Regions from separate parts of the Mus musculus genome. Here region 2 is linked to region 1. A link is a contact called in public HiChIP or PLAC-seq data. All regions are on one chromosome and are shown on one strand. The core of a region is the stretch at or near the end of the contact, and the rest is flanking DNA. Distances in the headings are between cores, read along the strand shown. Region 1 holds the start of Dpm3 (dolichyl-phosphate mannosyltransferase polypeptide 3). Region 2 has its middle 14 kb from the start of Pmvk.

Region 1 (5,011 bases), core at 2,218-4,717:
AAATAATATATGATTGTTTTTCTTTCCTTCCTTCCTTCCTTCCGATTTCATTTATTTATTTATCTATTTAGGTGATGACCTTTGTGCCCACTGGCACGGCCTCCTAGTAGACTCGCCATAGAAGGAAGATTTAATTGTCACTGATTCTCATTTTCCTAACACACAGTCTTACCTTACCTCCTTGACTTAAATGTATTCTAAGCGTTAGCTAAATTTTTTTTTTTCTCGCCTTGAACTCAGAAATCCACCTGCCTCTGCCTCCCAAGTGCCTGGATTAAAGGCATGCAGCACCACTGCCCGGCAGTTTTAGCTAATTTAATATTTAATTTTTACATTGCTATTGGTGTGAAAATGAGCTCAGGAGGAATGTGAAGAGTTCAGTTGAATGCTATCCCAGGAGCCTGAGCATCAGGCCAGCCTGGTACAGGCCACAAAGCAAGGCTAGAGAGAAAACTTAAAAAAAAAAAAAAAAGGAAGGAAGGAAGGAAGGAAGGAAGGAAGGAAGGAAGGAAGGAAGGAAGAGAGATGTTTGAGGGGTTGGAGAGATGGCTCAGTGGTTTAGAGCACTGGCAGTTCTTCTAATGAAAGATTAGGGGTTCAATTCCAGCACCCACATAGCAGCTAACAACTGTCTGAAACTCCAGTTCCAAGTGATTTGACTCCCTCACACAGACATACATGCAGGCAAAACACCAATGCAAGTAAATGAAAAATAAATAAATTATGAGAGAGAGAGAGAGAGAGAGAGAGAGAGAGAACCAGTGAATCAGCTGTGAGATTTCATCTTCTAGAAATGTAGAAGCTACTTGCATGAAGTCTCATCAACACGATTGGCTAAACCACCACACTAAGAGACATAATGGACATGCTAACCTGGAAGGGGGAAAACTCATGAGGCCTCAAATCTCTCTATATATAGATGTTAAGATCATGTGATGTCACATGCCTTTCATCCCAGCACTCAGAGGCAGAGGAACACTGATCTCTGAGTTCGAGACTAGCCTGGTATATGGACTAAGTCCCAGGACAGCTAAGGATATATAGAGAAACTCTGTTTTGAAAAAAAAAAATCACAACAACAAAACCATGATCATGTACAGTTCTTGTAACAGATCCAGGTCCAGTCACTGCCACTTTGCTTATAACCATCAGTAACTCTGGTCCAGGGGATCTGACACCCTCTTTTAACCTCCTTGGGTAGCAGGCACACGTGTGATGAATTCATACATAGAGGCATACCGTTGATACACGGAGAATATAAATCTAAAAAAATAAAAAGAGGCCATACATTGAGAGAGAGCAAGGGAGGGATTGGAGGAAGGAAATGGAGGAGGAAAAGTAGCATAATTATACTCTCAAAACAAATTTAAATTATGATTAAAAATTCTGAAGGGCTGGAGAGCTGGCTGAGTTCACCCTTGTCTGTAACTCCAAGCTCTGACACCCTCACACAAACTTTCACGCAGGCAGAACACCAATGCATGTAAAATAAAAATTAATAAATGACTTTTTAATTGAGGCCAGGATGTGGTGGTGCACACCTTTGAACCCAGCAGGAGGCAGAGGCAGGAGGATCTCTGTGAGTTTCAGGCTAGCCTAGGCTACAGAACAAGAGGTCCAGGACAGCCAGGGCTACACAGAGAAACCCTGTCTCAGGGAAAGGAAAGAAAGGGGAAAAAAGAAAACGGCACATTTTACTCTTGTCTGTTGTCTCAGTAACATGTTTTTTGTTTTTGTTTTATAAATAATAATTGTTGATTAACATTGAAGGCTTTGAGGAAATAAGGGTTTGGTTTGTTTCTCTTTTATTTTACATGGATGGGTGTTTTGCCTGCATGTATGTCTGAGTATGTGTCTGGTGCCTCGGGAAGTCATAAAGTGTTGTCAGACGCTCTGAAACTGGAGTTACAGATGGTTAAGGACATCATGTGGGTGCTGGGAATGGAGCTCAGAGGATCCTCTAGAAGAGCTGCCAGAGCTCTTAACTGCTGAGCCATTTCTCCAGCCCCTCTGGATTCCCTTTTGACATACCAAAGTAAACTAAATTTCCAATCCAGCTACAAAGCTTTGAACAATGGGTCTTTGAACATTTGTTAATTTTTATTTTATGTGCACTGGTGTTTAGCCTGCACGTGAGTCTGTGTGAGGTCTTGGAGTTACAGTCTACTTCTGTCCCCGCTTTGTGATTTCCAAGTGGACCCTCAATCCACTCAGACTAGATTTTTTTCCCTTTAAATCAGGGCCTTCCTTATGTAGTTCATGTTGGCCTTGAACTTGGAGCAGCCCTGCCTCCTGAGCCTTGGGATCATGTGGATGTCCTCAGGACTTTTTCACTCCTCATTTACTCGTTTTTCCAACAACAGAATTGCTTTAAGGAAGGTTTGGTAACACACACATTTAATTCTAGCACTGGGAAAGCAGAGGCAGGAGTAACAAGGGTTCAGGGCCATCCTCAGCTACATCCCATGCTCTAGGCCAGCCTGGAATACATTACATTAGACTCTGTCTCAAAACAAAACGAATACCAACCAGGCTGGAAACAGCTCAGCTGTTAAGTGTGCTTGCTGCTCTTCCAGAGGACCTGAGTTTGGTTCCTAGCTCCAGTGTCAGACAGCTCACAACTACCTGTAACTCCAGCTTTTCTGGCTTCTGCAGGCACCTAAATGTATCCAGTATACGCTCAGATAGACACACATATGCACACATAAATAAAGATTTAAAACCCAAACAAACCAAAAATCAAGCCAAAGAAAACCCCCTTGTTTTATTTAAACTGTTATTGCTACCTAAAGGCAACCAACCCCTTTTTATTAAAAAAAAATTTTTTTTTTATTTTATGCACATTGATGTTTCACCTGCGTGTATGTCTGTGTGAGGGTGTCAGATTCTCTGGAACTGGAGTTACAGGCAGCTGTGAGCTGTCATGTGGGTGCTGAGAATTGAACTAGGATCTTCTGATAGAGCAGCCAGTGCTCTTAACTGCTGAGCCACCTCTCCATCCCCTAGCAACCAACCCTTTATCATATCCTGTAATGGTCATGGTCTTCTTTCTTCTTCTGTTGAATTGCCCTGGAATCACAGGTATATGGGCCTGTGATTTGCAGTTCAATTTGACATGACCAGCCTATTTCTTCAAGACAGGATCTCAGACTGGAGTTCAAGTTTATTCCGGGTACTCTGTAAAATCCTGTTTCAAAATATAAAAGGGCTCAGTGGTTGAGAACTTGCCTAGCAGGTGTGAGGCGGCCTGTTCATGTTTGCTGATTGATGGGTGTGTTGGAAGAATGCTTGAATAATTGAATGAGTGGGCTTTCTGCACTGGAGAATCTAGTTTAAGGGGGGCGATGTAACATTCCCATCTTAACGCAGCGTTTCGGGGTATCCTCCGATTGTCCACAAGTTCCAGCCGGTATCGATGTGGGTCTCCAGAACAAAACGGCAAAAACTCTTCTGAACTCAGATTTTCGAAGAGCAGTGTATAACCAACCTGGATCTGAGCGCGGCCGAAATTGTCCTAAGAACTACAGTTCCCAGAAGGCAGCCCGGAAAAAGGGCGGTAGTAGAAAGGGACTTCCGGATGCTGATGCGGGCCTTGTCAGCGCGGCACACGGAGGTACGCTTAGGTGGCGGGCAGAGTGGAAAGACGGAAATGGGTGGCGGAGACTGGGAATAAATGTCAGATGCAGAGCGGGGATCGGTAGAAAGAACCCTTAGCTTTGATTTTTCTCCCTGCAGCCAACATGACGAAGTTAACACAGTGGCTTTGGGGACTGGCTCTCCTGGGCTCTGCCTGGGCTGCCCTGACCATGGGAGCACTGGGCTTGGAGTTGCCTTTCCCCTGCCGAGAGGTCCTGTGGCCACTGCCTGCCTACCTGTTGGTCTCCGCTGGCTGCTATGCCCTGGGCACGGTGGGCTATCGCGTAGCTACATTTCACGACTGCGAGGACGCTGCCCGAGAGCTGCAGAGCCAGATCGTGGAGGCCCGAGCTGATTTAGCACGCAGGGGGCTGCGCTTCTGACACCTAAACCCATTCCAGTCTGGACATCTTTCCTCATTCCGCATTAAAATGCAGTTTTATTTTCTAATCTTGTGTAGTTTTGAGTATGGAGGATAGCGGTGGGGTGGGGGGTGGGATGGGGATTCTATATACTAGAGGTCAAGAGGTGAGGGGGCAGGAGAACCACCTTACCAGGCCTTACTTAGCTTTGCATTTTGATGGTGTTCTGTTCCCTTCTCAAGATTTTTTTTCTGTTTGAAATAGGATGCCATGTACCCTAGACTGGCCTTGACCCCAGCCATATGGCTGTGGATTATCTCGATTCTAACGTCTCTAATTACAGGCTAAACCCACCATGACTAGACTAGTTTATGTCATGCTGGGCTTCAAACTTGGAAGTCCACAACTGAACTATATCCCCAAAACAGGTTTGTTTACTTGTGTATATGGTTTTAATATATATGGTTTTAATAAGTAGTTCAACCTGGCTTACAACCAACCCTGTCGTGCTACCCAGGCTGCCCTCAACCTGTGGTCCTCCCGCTTCAGCTTCAACCTTGGAAGTGCTGCGAGGCTTCCCATACAAGGCTGCGCAGGAAGCATGGGTCCCTAACTTCCTTCCATTCTTCACAGCTTTCAAGTTGGTTGTTTTTTTGTTTTGTTTGTTTGTTTTTTGAGACAGAGTTTCTCCATGCAGTCCTGACTGTCCTGGAACTCACTCTGTAGACCAGGCTGGCCTCGAACTCAGAAATCCGCCTACCTCTGCCTCCCAAGTGTTGGGATTAAAGGCGTGTGTCACCACTGCCAGGTTTCTTTTCTTTTTAAAAGGACTTCCTGGATCTTTCTAACTTCTAGTTGTTTTTTGTTTTTTAAAGATTTATTGCCGGGTATACAGGGTGAGTTCCAGGACAGCTAGGGCCACACGGAGAAACCCTGTCTTGAAAAACAAAAAAACAACAAAAAATATTTATGTTATGTGTGTGAGTACACTGTAGCTATCTTCAGACACACCA
Region 2 (5,777 bases), core at 2,383-4,882, 210 kb after region 1:
GGTATGGTTATATACCTTACTTTTAAAAAAGAATTGTTTATTTTATGCACATGAGTATATTGTAGCTGTCTTCAGACACACCAGAAGAGGGCATCAGATCCCATTACAGATGGTTGTGAGCCACCATGTGGTTGCTGGGAATTGAACTCAGGACCTCTGGAAGAGCAGTCAGTGCTCTTAACCTCTGAGCCATCTCTCCAGCCCCTGGCCCCCTTACCTCATTTTAAAGATGAGCAGATTCAGAGAGCTTGTTGTAAAACCCACCCAGTGGGGGACCACCCCGTACTAACTGAGATAGCTGGATTTTGCACCCAGCTGGACGGTCCTGTTGTAAAGCCCACAATTGCTATAAGCCTAGAACCTTCTTTGGGAGTAAACAGCCTACCTTCATGCCTGGGCAGCCACTTCAAAGACCCTTAATTGGACTTAAGCACTGGCACTTGAGAAAAGACACCTGTTGTCTTAGCTCAGGTGTCAGTTCTCAGCACAGAGGGTCAGTAGTGCCTTCTGGTCTGGCACTACTCCCCTCCCCCACGGGCACAGTATGAGGGGGGCAGAAAGGGCTTTGGAGTTGAGAGGGGGCAGCGCTTCTGAGAGGGCATAGTTCTTTACCTACCAACACGGGCTGAGGTACGGGGAGGACTGAGTCCCACGGAAGGGACTAGCCAGTAATTGTGATGGGCGGATAACAGTGGGATAACCCCCGGGTTGGGGTTGGGCAGTAAACCTCACAGGAAAGACTAAGTCTCTCACTAGGGCGGTGGGAAGGGTGACATGGATTTGATGGGTAAGGGGGACACATGCAAAGGGACCGCTAAGAGGCTTCATGGGGCTCAGAACAAGAAATAAAAGCTGGGGAGAGCCAAGTTGTCTGCACCGTAGATGGAAGAATCTGATTGGCTGATTCAGCCCTCCGAGGCAAGGCAAATTCTCATTAGTGAAACTGTCCCGCACTCCAGCCTTTCGTGCCTTTCTGTCCCTTCACCTCTCAGTTCTGCACACTTGCTGGTGTCCCTTGTGATAGTGCTTAGTCTTTTATTTTATTTTCTATTTTTCTTTAATTTATATGCATGGGTCCTTTGTGAGTCTGCACCATGTTTATGCCTGGTGCCTGTTGAAGCCAGAAGAGGCCATCAGATTCCCTGGAATCGGAGATGTGGGTCACCACATGGGTGCTGGGAACTGAACCTGGGACCTCTGGAAAAGAAGCCAGTGCTCTAATCACTGAGGCATCTCTTCAGCTCTTAGATTTTTCCCCCTCCCTGAAGATATGTTTCTCCTTGTCTTTCAAAGCAGCCTTTGGGAAAATTTCTTTTAAAGTCACTTGACCTTCAACTCTGCAAAACCTTTTTTTTTTTTTTTAAATTTTTAATTTTTTTTAAAGGTTCCTGGCACAGCAGGAATGTATTTTTTTTTTCTTTCTTGAAAAGGCCTGCATGGTTCCAGCCAGAAAAGAGGGCCTTGCTGGCATTTTATTTTTGTGTTCATATTTGATGAAATCTCTGGGTAACTAGAAATAGAATGGCATGCCCCCAGTCTGATACTGACCTTCTACTGAAAGCCTGGGTGTAGTGGAACACTCCTGCAGACCCACGCAGGAGGCCGAAGCAGGAGGATTATGAGTTCAAGGTCAGCCTTGGCTAAGTAGTGAGTTCTTTTTCTGGAGCTTTGGCTGTCTCAGAATTTCCTAAGGCAGATCCTGCTGTCTCTGCCTCCTGAGCACTGGGATTAAACCACACCTGGCTAGGCTACCAGGGAAGTTCAAAGCCAGTCCGGGCTCCTTTCGCGACCAGTCTCAAAACACAAATCACAAAATAGTCAGCCTTCTAGAAGATAAAAACCAAACCTCCAAACCTGCAGGCAACAGGTCAAACAACCCCTTCACAGGGGTCACATATCAGATACTCTGCATATCAGATCTTTACATTATAATTCATAAGAGCAGCAAAGGGTTGAGGGTCACTACAACCCGAGGAAATATGTTAAAGGCTCCAACATTAGGAAGAGGAAGTTAAGGGTCCCAGCTTTAGGAGGGTAGAAACCACTGCTCTAGATAGTGCTGTGACAAAGAAACCAACAGCATCTGGAGACAGCCAGATGGCTCGCTGGGTAAAGAGCTGGTTACCAAGGCTGAGGACTTGAGTTTGATCCCTGGAACCCACGTGGTGGGGAGAGGGAACTGGATTCCTAGCGCTGGCCTCGGACCGCCACACTTGTGCCTCGGGATGCATATGTTTCTCTAAATGCATAAATAAATAAATAAATCAGATACAGAATTTAAAAAGGAACCAACAACATCTAGAAAACTTGGTCGTTTATGTAGAAAACTTTGTGGATTCTTGGGGATTGGGGAGCTGGCTCTGCAAGCCCTAGGACCTGAGTTGAGGTCTCCACCGCTAGGTAAAGACCGGGTGAAGCATCTGGAGGGCCAGTCCTGCTGCCTGGAAGTCACGTCAAAGGTGGAAGGAGGGGACCAACTCCACGGAGATGGTCACCTTGCCACACCTGTGGCCACACACATTTAAAGACTCATTTATTCATTTTGATGTGTCTGAGTGTTTGCCTGCATGTGTTTCTGTGCATCTGGTACACACAGTGCCACGGGGGAAGGATGAGGGGCTCAGATCCCTGGAGTTACAGACCTTTGTGAGCCACTGTGGAGGTTCTGAATTGGACCTGGGCTTTCTACAGGGGCAGCCAGTGCTTTTAACCACTGAGCCGTCTCTCCGGCCACTGCTTTGTTTCCTCTCTTCTTTCCTTTCCTTCCTTTGCTTTTTTCTTTTTCCTTCCTCTTCCTTTTCCAACATATTTTTCCAACATATTTTTATTAATTATTTGGGCATTTCATGTCGTGGACCCGGGCGTGCTTATTTCCAATCCCCCTCCATTGTGGCCTCTCCCTGCAAAAGAAAAAGAAGGAAAAGAACACCAAGTCCATTTTGTGTTGTTCATATGCTCACTGGAGCATGGAGAGACTCCAGGGGCCAGCCCCCAAGGGAAGATGAACCCTTCTCCACCCAGACCCCCACCAGAAGCCATCAGTTGTGGAGAGCCATACTTCAGCATCCTTATCACAGTTTCTAAGACATATGTATGTATGTATGTATGCACTCTATTTGCACATATCCTGCATGACAGAAGACAGCATCAGACAGAAGAGGGCATTGAATCCCGCTATAGATGATTGTGAGCCACCATGTGGTTGCTGGGAATTGAACTCAGGACCTCTGGAGGAGCAGTCAGCGCTCTTAACCACTGAGCCATCCCTCCATCCTTCCTATCATAATTTTTTTTTTTTTTTTTTTTTTGAGACAGGGTTTCTCTGTATAGCCCTGGCTGTCCTGGAACTCACTCTGTAGACCAGGCTGGCCTCAAACTCAGAAATCTGCCTGCCTCTGCCTTCCAAGTGCTGGGATTAAAGGTGTGCACCACCACTGCCTGGCTCACAATTTTTAAGAGTTCTTTTCAATGGTTTCCTTTTTCAGGCTATTACTCTTTTGGGCGGTGGGGTTGTATGGGGAGGGGAAATGTCACAGAAGCCTTCTATGTTCCTCTTTCCTAACTGTGTGTCTGCAGTCGTCAGGAACACCACAAAAGCAGCTTCCTTGTCCTTCCCAGGCAGTGAGGACGTGGATTCTGGGTTTTCACATGGTTTCTGGCAACAGCAGAGACCACAAACATCCACATGATCTCTAGCATCGTGCTAAGGACCTCCATTTGGTCTCCGGTGTCAGTACAGACTACAGTCATCAACAAAGCCCTCAGCCAAAGCACAGGCCACGAACCAGCATGGCTTCTGGGAAAAGGATGGACCATGGAAGTCTGTTTTTGTTTTTGTTTTTTTTTTTTTAAGATTTATTTATTTATTATGTATACAGCATTTTGCCTGCATGTATGTCTGCAGTCCAGAAGAAGGGACCGGATCTCATTATAGATGATCGTGTGCCACCATGTGGTTGTTGGGAATTGAACTCGACCTCTGGAAGAGCAGCCAGTGCTCTTAACCTCTGATACATCTCTCCAGCCCCCCCCTCCCCCTTTTAAGACAGGCTAGTCTGTTAGTCTGGCTAGCCTGGAGCTTATGACGTAGACCAGACTGGTTACCATCTTACAGAGACCTGCTGCCTCCCCTGTCTCTTGAGTCCTGGAGTTAAAGGCATGCATCACCACACCTAGCAACTAGACACGTTGTACACACAATGACAGTAGAAAAATGTAAGATGAAGAGCAAATGAGAAAGATACCTAAGATCTAATTCTGGCCTACAGAGAGAGAGAGAGAGAGAGAGAGAGAGAGGAAGGAGGAAGAAGAAGAAGGAGAAGAAGAAGAAGAAGAAGAAGAAGAAGAAGAAGAGGAAGAGGAAGAGGAAGAGGAAGAGGAAGAGGAAGAGGAAGAAGAAGAAGAAGAAGAAGAAGGAGAGACAGAGAAAATAAGAAAGAAAACTAGGTGGAATATTCAAAAGAAGCCACTAGAACTGGTAAATAAATTCTTAGGGGGTCAAACAGAGGGTTGCCAGGTGTTTGAGCCATGGAATAAAGTCCTCTCATAAACAAAATCAACTGGAGAGCTGGCCAAGATGGTACATGCCTATAGTCCTAGCACTTGGGAGCCTGAAGCAAGAAGATCTCTAGTTTGAGAGCAATGTATCAAAACCACATGTATTTATATTTTATATTTACTGCGCAACAGGAAATTCAAATAAGCCATTGAGATGGCGCTGAGGATAGAGGCTCTTGTCAGGCCTGGTGACCTAAGTCCAAGCCCTGGACTCCCATGATGGAAGGAGAGAATAGACTGCCACCAGCTGTCCTCTGATCCCATGTGCTCATGGGCACACACACAAGTTAAAAAAAGATGTAAATAGGACAGGGGGAGAGATTTTCTGAACCCACTCATGAGAAAGAATGATATTCTGTCGTGTCTGCGCATGCACAGTGACGTGGCTGGCAGAGGACCCACGACCTGGTTCTGTCATCTGCTGATGTTACGTCCAGAGTCTAAGGACACCTTCGCTTTTGTTCTTTTGAAGGTAACCCCATTTCCCTGCAGGGATGGGTTTGGATTCTGTTCCTTTCATTTTTGAGATTCAACTTCTGGCATTCTCTAAGGTAGAAAGAACAAGGGCGTGTACTAAGGGGAAACTGTTGGCAGCTCATCGTCCCCAGTAAGGCTTTAGTGAGTGATGAGATGGACGAGTAAGTGGGCCTGGACTCTGTTCACCTTGGCTTTGGGGCTGTTCTTCAGGTGTCTTTGAGCGCTCCGTCTCGATTTGAAGACTTGGCTTCAGTGTTGTTACAGGCTCCCTTTCCCTTCAGCGTAGGTTTGGGTTTTGGAAGCAAAAGGAAATTTGGTGCTAACTGTGGTGAAAGGAAAGGCCGATGGGTGAGCTCTTCAGCTGTCTTAATACCACAAGACTGAACTTTGCTCTACGTTAATCAGTCCCAGGATCTTCTCCTCCCTTAACTTTCTCCCCCAACCCTTCGTTTCTTTTCCTTTCTTTGCTAAAAAAGAATCTCTCCAGCATCTTTAGAGCATCTCTCAGCTCTAGGCAAGGACTTTTATTTTTTTATTTTTTCTGAGACAAAGTCAAATGTAGTCCATGTCAGCATCAAACTTCCTACAGTGGAGGCTGGCCTTGAACACTCTCTCAACCTTCTTGCCCATATTTCCCGAGTACTGGGGTAACAGGCATGTGTGCCATGCCTGGCATAAAGAGGCAATTAAAAAGTCACCTTTAGGGCTGACGAGATGGCTCAGCGGGTAAGAGCACTGACTGC

Evidence for each region. HiChIP or PLAC-seq counts read pairs in DNA pulled down with a chosen protein or histone mark.
Region 2: an H3K4me3 HiChIP or PLAC-seq map of bone marrow-derived macrophages shows a contact between it and region 1, with 2.6 times the contacts expected there. The contact joins the enhancer-like site here to the promoter of Dpm3 in region 1. A contact is called at or near these places in 4 of 39 promoter capture datasets (the 3T3-L1 cell line, liver and neutrophils), 1 of 15 datasets of contacts at CTCF or cohesin (embryonic stem cells), 8 of 484 Hi-C or Micro-C datasets (CD4 T cells, the G1E-ER4 cell line, the HL-1 cell line and 5 more), 6 of 115 datasets of contacts at active chromatin or transcription factors (bone marrow-derived macrophages, embryonic stem cells, microglia and 1 more) and 4 of 9 other capture datasets (adipose tissue, embryonic stem cells, liver and 1 more).

What each region holds. Positions count from the first base shown.
Region 1 is chr3:89,262,994-89,268,004 of GRCm38.p6, forward strand. It overlaps Dpm3 (dolichyl-phosphate mannosyltransferase polypeptide 3), which reads left to right and starts at 3,468. Exons shown (of 2, transcript NM_026767.4): 1 at 3,468-3,613; 2 at 3,736-4,086. The coding sequence starts at 3,741. The coding sequence ends at 4,019.
Region 2 is chr3:89,470,424-89,476,200 of GRCm38.p6, forward strand. No RefSeq gene overlaps it. Among named protein-coding and RNA genes, the nearest start is that of Pmvk, 14 kb to the left of the region's middle. Within about 2 kb of position 3,633, at least 10 of the 459 cell types and tissues checked have an H3K27ac peak or open chromatin away from gene starts, as enhancers often do. A contact at or near this core is called in bone marrow-derived macrophages, where this site is marked.